3 separate regions of the Anas platyrhynchos genome follow, and all the other regions are linked to region 3. The links are chromatin contacts, called in public Hi-C maps. All regions are on one chromosome and are shown on one strand. The core of a region is the stretch at or near the end of the contact, and the rest is flanking DNA. Distances in the headings are between cores, read along the strand shown. Region 1 overlaps SUDS3 (SDS3 homolog, SIN3A corepressor complex component). Region 2 holds the start of SRRM4 (serine/arginine repetitive matrix 4). Region 3 holds the start of TMEM233 (transmembrane protein 233).

Evidence for each region. A called contact is a pair of places that touch in the nucleus more often than the background predicts.
Region 1: a Hi-C map of liver shows a contact between it and region 3, with 3 times the contacts expected there. The contact joins the enhancer-like site here to the promoter of TMEM233 in region 3. A contact is called at or near these places in 2 of 8 Hi-C or Micro-C datasets (liver and subcutaneous adipose tissue).
Region 2: a Hi-C map of skeletal muscle shows a contact between it and region 3, with 3 times the contacts expected there. The contact joins the promoter of SRRM4 here to the promoter of TMEM233 in region 3. A contact is called at or near these places in 2 of 8 Hi-C or Micro-C datasets (liver and skeletal muscle).

Annotation. Positions count from the first base shown.
Region 1 is chr16:7,260,936-7,264,287 of IASCAAS_PekinDuck_T2T, reverse strand. The region is part of intron 6 of SUDS3 (SDS3 homolog, SIN3A corepressor complex component); the gene reads right to left. Among named protein-coding and RNA genes, the nearest start is that of SUDS3, 7.6 kb to the right of the region's middle. Within about 2 kb of position 1,902, at least 1 of the 8 cell types and tissues checked has an H3K27ac peak or open chromatin away from gene starts, as enhancers often do.
Region 2 is chr16:7,285,449-7,288,709 of IASCAAS_PekinDuck_T2T, reverse strand. SRRM4 (serine/arginine repetitive matrix 4) reads right to left here and starts at 2,003. Exons shown (of 26, transcript XM_072024296.1): 1 at 1,759-2,003; 2 at 1,286-1,354.
Region 3 is chr16:7,432,884-7,436,301 of IASCAAS_PekinDuck_T2T, reverse strand. It overlaps TMEM233 (transmembrane protein 233), which reads right to left and starts at 1,884. Exons shown (of 10, transcript XM_072024305.1): 1 at 98-1,884.

The DNA.
Region 1 (3,352 bases), core at 653-3,152, 170 kb after region 3:
AACATCACCTACATATCAACTGTTCTTTTTTGTGCCTTCAAGCTGGAAAAATAGGTTTGTCCAAGCAATACAGATGGTTAATGCATTTGAGACAGACTGATACAATCAGGTGGAGTAATTTTGAACACAAATAGGATTTAAATCCAGATCTAAAAAAAGTTTCAAATTATGTTTTATAAAATGAACGTAATTAATAACTCCCAAAGCAACGGTTGTTAGGAAATAAGTTGTAGCTTCTACACTGGGGAAAAAGACAGAATCTGTCTAAAATTTAAACATCTCATCATTATCTGCATTGCAGTTTGTCCAAATATCTACAGGTCATCTCAACTGAACCGCTTTACTCTGAAACTTACACGAATCATTCCTAAATTTATGAGGATACCTTGAACTGGCAAGGAAGAGACCACATCTTAAATGCTAAACCATCATTTCACCTCTTCTATGTGCTATGAATTATTTGCTTATCTTTAAGTACACATGAATCACATCCCAGATAGCACTTAGGTATATGAAGCTTCTGTGGCTCCCTCTAGATGCTACATCCTTGAGCAACAATACATCAGTGTTCTGATGTGTTCAAAACACATCAAATTACTTTTCTCCTTATCTCAAGGGTGAACAAGGATGGCCATTCCGCACATCAAAGGAAAAGATATTGTGATAAAAGATTAAAAAAATAAAAAATGAAGTGCCACCCTCCAAGAGCACACCAAAGGAAACCTCTCTGCAATTCAAAGCCAACTGAAAAACACTGAACACTAATAGCTCTGCAGACACTAAAAACATAAGTTATTGTGCTGAATGGAAGCCATCCTTCACATTTGTTACGATTGATTTACAAGAGCCTCAAAAGAGGAGTCTGAAGCACTCACTCAAGGTGATATGCAGCCAAGCTGAGAAGGCTTTTTCACCTTTTTTTCAAGAATAATTTGAAATGAGTCGTCACAGAGATGGTATCTGTATTGCTTAAAATGTGAATAAGGCAAAAATATCATTTTTGTTCTCTCTTTATCTTAGCACCCTGTATATTGAATTGTGACAAGTCAGCTGAAAGTTACCACCAAAGAAAGTTATCAGGAAAAAATAGTTTGAAAGTATTCCATTTACCATGAAACACCTGAAGAGCTTCGACATTCTTGAGAGATTCGTGAAAATTTTATAAAGGTTTCAAAGAGCTGCTCAAGTACCAACAGATTTAACCTGAAATATAGGCTTGTGTGAGGCTGAACAGCTGAGCCCCACACCATACAACACTCCAGAAGACAACAGCTGCAACCTAAAAAAAATGCAGGTGAGTCCTGGCACTCACACCAGCCTATCATCAGGTTGCCCACTTGCATTCCTGCATGCACTGAGCTTTTAAAAGTTTTAAAACTCACCAAGTCCACACAAGCTCTAGTGTTCTTATTTCTTGGCCTCCAGCATGCATTCAGAACAAAACCTGCTAGTTCTAAAGGAATCAGATTGCATTTCTGCTAGCCCGGTAGGAAGGAGATGAGGGAAATCTGTCTAGCACACACAGAAGGGATTGCTGCTCCAGTTATTTATGTGCCTTTTCCCAGAGTTGTATCTGATGAAACTGCTCACCTCTCCAGGACATCCAACAGTGGGTGGCCATGCTTTCCTGAGAAGAATTAATCTGGTCCCCAAACCAGACACATTTCTACTACATACCCCTTTTTACTCCTGCTCAGTCTCCCTTCAACTCTGCAAATCTCAGTCCTGATGCTAACAGCTGTCCTGCTGGCAAAGAAATTGGCTTCCTTCGGATTCTGAGAACATTAGCACCCAGATTTTCCAGAGCTACGATCTACTCAGATCCTGATTCCTTAAGGAAAATCTGCTTGCAAGATTAGCATTGTATGCCAACTTAGTAGTTGGCAAACATAGGCATGGGATAACAGTAAGATAAGGCGAAGGCACAGACAGCTTGTGAGATCAGACTAGACTTCATTACTGAACAAACTAACAAACCAAAACACCACTATCAGGGAAGCAGCACAGCACAAGGTGTTTTCCAGACCAGATTATCACTAATAGTTTGTACAAAGCCAAAAGCACTCGAATACATCCAAACAGGTTTTATTTCTCCCTTCAGAACACTAATTAAATTATCAGCTTACATAACTTGTGCAGCTACTAGGAAAGAAAGACAAAAAACAGTCTAATTCACAGACAGGCCTCAGCAACACAACCAATGTTATCGGTCCGTAAAGTGAGGGAGTGTTTTTTTTTGAGGAAATCAAATCAGACCTTGGGTTCAGCACCACAACCTGTGAAAGAGGCTAATTACCACTATAACTCCACCACGACCATTATTGACAAGAGCACAGCCGAGGTATCAAGCGGCTTCATGAAAGAAATCTGTCCATTTAGCATCCATTTTCCAGAGTCTGGGCAGAAATGCAGCTAACAGACATCTATTTTACCAGCTTTAATAGCACATTTCAACCTTTGTTGTTTGCCTGCCTTTAGCTTCTTAAGCATCTGTTACTGGAGAAAAAAGGACAGTTTAAAACCCGGTACCACTGATAAGGTCAATACTGCATTATTTCTCAGGAGTTCTATTGCCAGATCACAGGAACTAAAGAATCCCTTTCCCTGCATATGGAGTAAGGTATGATAAAAATACATTTCACACCAGCCTAATGAAAAAACATGAACATCTGGTAGGTGTTCACTGGAAGAATTCAGTTACAAAATTAGTTAAATTACATTGACTCCAACCGCAATCATAATTTAGGGAAATAATGAGGGAAATGATGTTACTGCTAACAGTAACACTGCATTCTTCCTATCGTCTGAAATACGGGACACTAGCTGGGCAAAGTCAACTCCTGCCTTGAACCTGCTGTAGGGAGGGTATCAATCCCAGCCTGGTTATGTTTCTGCTACACAACTGAAGGACTGACACAGTCCTTTCAAAGCCAACCACCTGTGGCTTTCCAGAATCAGTAAAGAACTCTAAGCTACTCGTTACCGAAGTGATGAGGACCCTTAAGGATTTGGGCCACACACACACAATCCACTCATTCAAACAGTAAAGGTCATTAATTATAGGAAATCAATTTGTATACAATGTTTTGAGCTAACTTTCACTTATATAACCTCTAGCCTTCTATTCTGGAAGATTTAGAGCTCCCTTCTGGTAAAGGCATGTAATTAAGCAATTAAAACATATTAACCTGACAGTAGAAAAAAAAAAAAAAAACACAGGCTTTACAACACACTCCATGAAGGGAGAACCTCATGACCAGGTACCACCAGAGGAATTCCCAAATATTCCAAAAAGAAACCTACAGAAGAGACAACCACTCAGATACAGACACACCATGCTGCTAGCCTAGTA
Region 2 (3,261 bases), core at 754-3,253, 150 kb after region 3:
AGCCTTTGAGCCACACTTTTAATATCTTTTTTTTTTTTTTTTCCCCTGCCAGAAGAAAGTAAATTCCTTATGCCAGCTGGGCTGCAATCTCACCACCACATATCTCTGCTTCAGCCCTGGCTGCCAGCCCCTCTGCACAGATGGCAAACGCGAGGCTCGTATTCCCTCCACGCCACCCCTTCTGCTTCTGCAGCCCTTGGCGCTGGCCAGGCAGCACGGTGGGCACCAGGCACTGAAGGGCAGACAGAGCTGGGCCGACCACCCACAAAAAAAAACAAAATTCAAGACAGATCCAAGCGCTGTGGATGCCTTGGCAGAGCTGCTCTGGTGGCTGGTAGGGCAGTGGCAGCACCTCGCTGGCACCACCAGGAGGAATTGCAGGTTTAATGTGGCAGGGCCCTGGACAACTCTGATCGTGGTGAGAATCAAAAGAAAGGGACCTGGAGGCCCAGGACTGCCTCCGTTTTGGTGCATGTGTCCATGCTGCCTGACTGGCACAGAGCACCCAGCCCCGGCCAAAACACCCTGCTTGGCCTCACCAAACTGAGCTGGAGAGTGTCAGATGCTGCCATGGCACGGCAGGGAAGGGAGCAGGTTGTTTGGGGATGGTGACAGATCAGCAGCCACCAGGTCACACTGCCTGGCTCTGGCTGTTGCACGCGGGCAGCTGAATGGCATCTGTCAGTCGCCACCCTCAAGCTGTGTCTCGAAGCCAGCTGCCATCCCACTCCCACCCAAACCATCCATCAAGCATCGTCTGTGTCAAGCTAGTTTTTATTTTAAACCTAACGTCTGTAAAGTGTTTTGCCTTTAAATTATTCTGCAGACTCACTCAGTTAAACAGCATTTCCCAGTCTAGACAGAACAATCTTGTTGTCAGTGAAACAGATTCACCCTGACATCCCCACGGTGCGTGGTGATGCGGTTGCTATTTTGGAAAAACAGAAAGAGCTAAAAGCTTTTTCTCTTACGGTTTTGAAATGATTCCTGTCCACTCAACTTCAAACAAACACCTCAATAAATGATCCAGCCGTGTTTGATCTCTATTAGGAAGCCACATGGATGGAGAAAGGGGAAACGGTTTGGCATCTGTGTGATCCGACATCTGAGTGCTTCCTGCAAGATGCCTGCCCTCCTCAAAGGGAGGAATTCCCTCTCCTGCTCTGGTTTTCCAAACTGGCTGATTTGGCTCTTGTCTCCAGACTGCAGGCTGAGGAGTGCAGTTTGGAGCCCTCAGGTCCCCCTAGTGTGATACCAAGGACTCTGCTCCCAAGCAGGGACTTGCCTGATTCTCCGTGGCTGTGGGGCGAGCCGCAGGTGACGGGCATGAAGATGCAACCGAAGCATCAGCAGCCTGAAAGAGATATCAAACCAAGTCAAAATATATCCTGCATGTCAGCTTTGCCCCCATGCCTCCTCTTGTCAGTGCATGAGAAGCGACAAACGCTTCCTTTACATTATAATTAAAAAAAGAATTTCCCCCCTCATGAAAAATCTGCACAAAGGAAAAGGTAAAGCAGGCAGAGCGTTTGACAGCACTTCACGTGTAGTCAGCTCTGCTGTAGCCTGCGGAGCTGTGAGAGCGAAAACAGCCTGATCAAACCAAAAATAATATTTTCCCCTTTTGCTCTGTCAGTGACAAATCCTTGATGCCTGCAGTGAGAATAACGTACACCAGCTGGGGAGCTTTCATCTTGCAGTAACACAGCTACCTGCCCAACCTGGCACAGTGGTGGGGGAAACGCATTGAGATATTACCCAGCATCAGATTCACTGCAAGCACCAATTCTGATGTCTTCAGCTGGCTTGAGAGCATCCCGAAGCCACAGGGTCCACCTTCAAACCTGATGCTACATTAAGCAGTCCCTCTGCTCTTGGCCTTCAGCCGATCCGATCACTGCAGAAGCCATCAGCACGTGAGAGGTTGTTCTGCGAGAGCCCCAAAAGCAACAACTAAGCAAAGCAATTCACATTTCAACGCACGTGGCATCAAGGTTGCGAAATTCTCCCATCCCAAAGTGCTCCCAGCAGAGCCTCTGGGTAGACCTGAGCTCCCTTTTCTGCCAGAGGTGCCAGCACCTGCAGACAACAGGCTGAGAGCTCTCTCAAGCTCCCCCAGGTGAGACAGGTAGGCTACAAATGCAGCACAGCCATGTTCAGGTGTGTTTTCAAGCACAAACAGTGGGATGGAGATGTGGACACCAGCCCTTTGAGGTGGCCAGGGCTCCTCCATCGCACACAAACCAGCTCACCTCTCCAGAGCAGCTGCTCGGGATGGAAGCAGCAATTGCTGGTCCCCCAGCTCTGGGGCAAAACCTCACTGAACTAACGAGCTGGCAAAATAAAATATAAATGCCTCAGGAGACACGAGGCATTTAGCAAGTCCTGGGCCAGCAGAGCCCACTTCAACGTGGAGCTAGTGGTTGCACATCAGAGCACTGTACCTGCTCCACCTCGAGACACTTGTGTTGGAAGGGTTTGATGACTCCCAAGAAATGCCAAGCCAAGAAGCTTTTAGGAACTACTGAACTGCCTTTTGAAGAGGCAGGAGATGCATGTACCTAATCCAGTCTTAAAACTAATGATTTAATTTACCTTATGTGTACCAAGCCAGCATTAATGAGCATCTCCCAGTAGTATAACATCGGAATGTTTTATCTGGAGATTATGCTGATTAAATCATCAGGTGCCATAATCTTCCCTTCCCAATAAGAGGAGTAAAAAAAAAAAAAAAAAAAAAAAAAAAAACACTTAAAATATAGACATAGCCCTCTAAGCCACAGCAGGGAACTGCACATTTGAGCACTCTTCTTGCTTAGCAGAACGTGCCCATGAGGCTCCCCATCCTGGAAGATGTTGTTCTAGCTGGTGCGGTGCTCAGAAGGAAAATGAAGGCACTTGTTCGGAACTGAAGAGAAGCCAGGAGACAGAGGAGGAGCTTCGAGATAGTACAGGTGCTACACTGGATGCACAGCTGCTGCCTGAGGCCACTGGGTCACTTGCTGATGGGACAGGAGATGAGGATGGCCTTTCAGGTCACAGCTAACAGTTCCTTTGGTTGAACGCACAAGGTAGCCAAGCTTCCCAGAGCTCCTTCAGAAGATCTCTGCATCCCTCAGCCCTTCTCCTTGCCCCACTCCTCAAGGAGCTGCACTGCTCCGAGGGTGAGGCTGGTGGGCACCATCCACAGAGCAGACACCTCCCTCCACCTGCCCCCAAAACCTGCCTTTTCACCAAGGTTTTGCTCTGCAAGCATCACTG
Region 3 (3,418 bases), core at 635-3,134:
ATATGTATTTTATTTCCCTTCTGCCCAACTGCAGAATAATTTAGAATCTGACTTTTCTTCCCCAGAATTGTCTTTTAGTATGGAAAAGACCACTTACCTTGAAGAGTAAGAGTCACTACCAGCTGTGGTGTCTTGCTCGAAACATGGAACTCAGTAGCTGGTTTAATGTGATAAATGCCATTGTTTTCCTGCCCTTCTGGCACAGCAGCAAAAGAGCATTCCCCTCTTCTCACTGTCAAAAGGTCTCCTGAATGAACATCCTTCCTGCTTACTGTTACCCTGGTGAATAGACAAATACAACAAGAAACATGCTACAGTGACACTGCTATACTGGACTTTCACCCAACAGGCTCAACTTTACCCTCCCTCTCCAATACTGTTATAAAACACAAGCACTGGGTAGATCAAAATCCATCTATGTTCCATTTTTGACACGGACCACTAACAGATGATTAAGTAGAATACAAGAAACAAGTCACATGGTGCTTCCAGCCCCACCACGTCCTTCCAGCTTCCTGCAATCGGCTGGTTATGGACTTTTCAAGGAGGAGGTTAGACATTGATTTATTTCAGCCAGTAGTCAGTTAAATCACAGAAGCAAAGGTTTTGGTAAAGGTAAACACCTTTACAACCTTACCTTTGGTAAATACCCCAAATACAGGACCATAAATTTAAAAACAGAAGGAAATGTGTTTCTTACCTAGAACAAATGAGGAGTGAGATGGAACAAGCCATGTTAATTAACCTTTGCGTTGGTTGTAGAAGAACAGAGGGGTAAAATGTCTGCTTCTGAAATCTTTTCTTCCAGGTTCTCTACGTGATGAGCCTGATAGGCTGGCTAAGGTAGCAGACTCCGTATCAGGGAAGGCTATTACCTTCAAAGGTGCAATTCAGTTCCAGACAAAGTAGGAAAGATTACGCTTTACTTCCACTCACCAATTTCCAGACTCTGGATGGAGAACAATCCTATCTACACATACATTCGCATCAGTATTTCTGCTCTGGTGATTCAAAATAGCTCTGATTTTATTTTCCATAAACCAGCCTTTAATAGCACTCTTAAATGCTTCCAGTAAAACGCATTATGAAGGGGTCTCTGAGCCTTTTAGCACACACAGAATGTTTGGAAGTCTATAGTCAGAGAAATAGGATGGGGACTTCAGCAAGAATGAGTCTGTACCGAAACCTCAGTGCCACTGAACAGCTAAAGGATTTGTCCAGATCAATGACCTCTTGCCTTTGCTATGAGTTTAGCACTGGTCTTTCTTTGGAAGCTGTTTACAGGCATGTGAGAAGAAATCTCACCAGAGACAGGAAATTAAGGTTGGGGTTTCTGAGAATCCTTTCTAGCTGCATTCCTTCTGTGACATCTTTTTTATTTTCTTTGATCCCTTTCTTTTGGTGGTCTGCCAGTTTTTCTACTGGGAAGTGTCTTTTATTTTGTGTAGGCTTCCTGCATAACAAGAAGTATGGCTACAGACACTCAGTGCCTTGAATAAAAGATTGAGCCGCTGGCTTTAAGATCAGCCTTTGCCCTTGTCAAAACAAGCTATTCTCATTTTACAGTAATCAACACCAAACAAGGTCAATCAGAATCTTTCCACTGACCTTATTAGAAGTTAGATCTGGGCCCAAATATCCTGGGGTTTGTTACCCTGAGCTTTTATCTTCTGCAATACTGCAACAGTGATATTTATTAAAACTTAGCAAAAAAAAATTGCTGTTATTAATGTCTGAGGCCAAATATAGTCACATCTCTTTAACACACAGGCACGAAGACATTAATTTACAATACAGCAGAATAGAATGGTGATACATAAAGCTGGAATTCCAATTAGAAAGACATACAGTGGTTTCTGAATACCCATACAATGACTGTGACATTTATTTATGGTAAAACAGCCTATCTCCAAGAAAGAGGTGTTTATTTTATAATCCCTATTTATAAGATGCTGCTTTTTATGGTCTAGGTAAAACACAGTGGGAGTATTGCTGCTGATGTAAAAGAATGGCTGGCTTCTTTTCTACCATGGTGAAATCTTTCCTACAAGAAGAGCAAAGATGACAATTTCAGAACCACTGTGAAGCAGAAGGAAGGGGTGAGCCGTGAAAGAGGAATTACTTATTCTAACTGTTGTGTTTTCCACTTGCCAGCCTAATAGCCAAGCAATTCTCAAACAACAATAACTTTGTCTTGCTACTAGTAAGACCCTGAAAATGTTCTTACTTCAGTTTCACAAAGGTGTAATCTGAGGAGGGTGGGATTTGGATGACACTTGGAATATAGCAGGCAGCGGGAAACAGCAAGATTCTCTGCCTGAGAGTTCATTGCTTGAATGCCCCAAACACTTCTCCAGTGCATAAAGTAAGCAGCCTACCCAAGCTTGCATGGTTCATTTGGGCTAAAGGCATTTGTGAATGATTAGCCTATTTGCTGAAACTGTAAAGGACCAGAACAGAATTGGAGGAAGGGTGAGCAAGCAGCGCTAATCCAGCAACTCTACCACACATACTGTTGACCTTTGGCTTGGACTCTTGGTGTGTCCATCTCCAGTGTGTTAAATGGGTTACTTTGAACCTACCTTGCAAGAGTGTACCAAAGGAGTAAGTTGAAGACTGAGATGTTCAGAGAAGCAATCTCTTTGCATTATTTCAATCCTTTAAATAAGCAGAGACTGGAGTAGGATTGAGGATCTTGTCTGGTCAGTAATGAGGAAACTAAGTTGTCAGGAAGCAGGAAAAGGGAAGCTGCTATTTTTCTACAGAGAAGCTCTTTCCCACCTCAGGATAAAAGCAGCAGAAAATGTTTCATTAGGATGGTGCCAGAAGAGGAGAAAAGATGATATACATGTACTTTCTAGAGGAGTCCCTTCCATTACCTGGTGACAACAGGAGAGAGAAGAGCCATTGTCAAACTAAATCATGTACAAGATATTTTATAATGTTACAAAAGCTACATTACAGACTCCTAACATTCAGGATTGGCTTCCTGCTTTTGGAGCTCAAATTACTTCTCAGACATTACCTAATTATATTTGGCACAATCATCTCATCTTACACGCAGGCAGACACATTAAGTCACATGCTCAGCTTTTATAAACTGCTGATTTTAGCAGCATTGCTGATATACTCCAGCTGAGGACAAGTCCATTGCCATTTCTTATATGTGAGGAAAACTCATAGCCTTTTCATTGGCATCTTCCGTATAGGGAGGAATGGTTGAAGTGAAGGTTTCACCTTGTGTAAACAGATCAACCGGAAGCTTCCAAGCTGCTAAATTAAGATTTCTTTCTGTTTGCATGTAGTATCAGCTGTCACCACAGGGTGACAGCACAGACAATGAAACTCCACTCAGATCACTGTGAAATGATCTCAAAAGGGCAGTAGACATAGGGGTTCTCAAAACCCATGGAGGCGT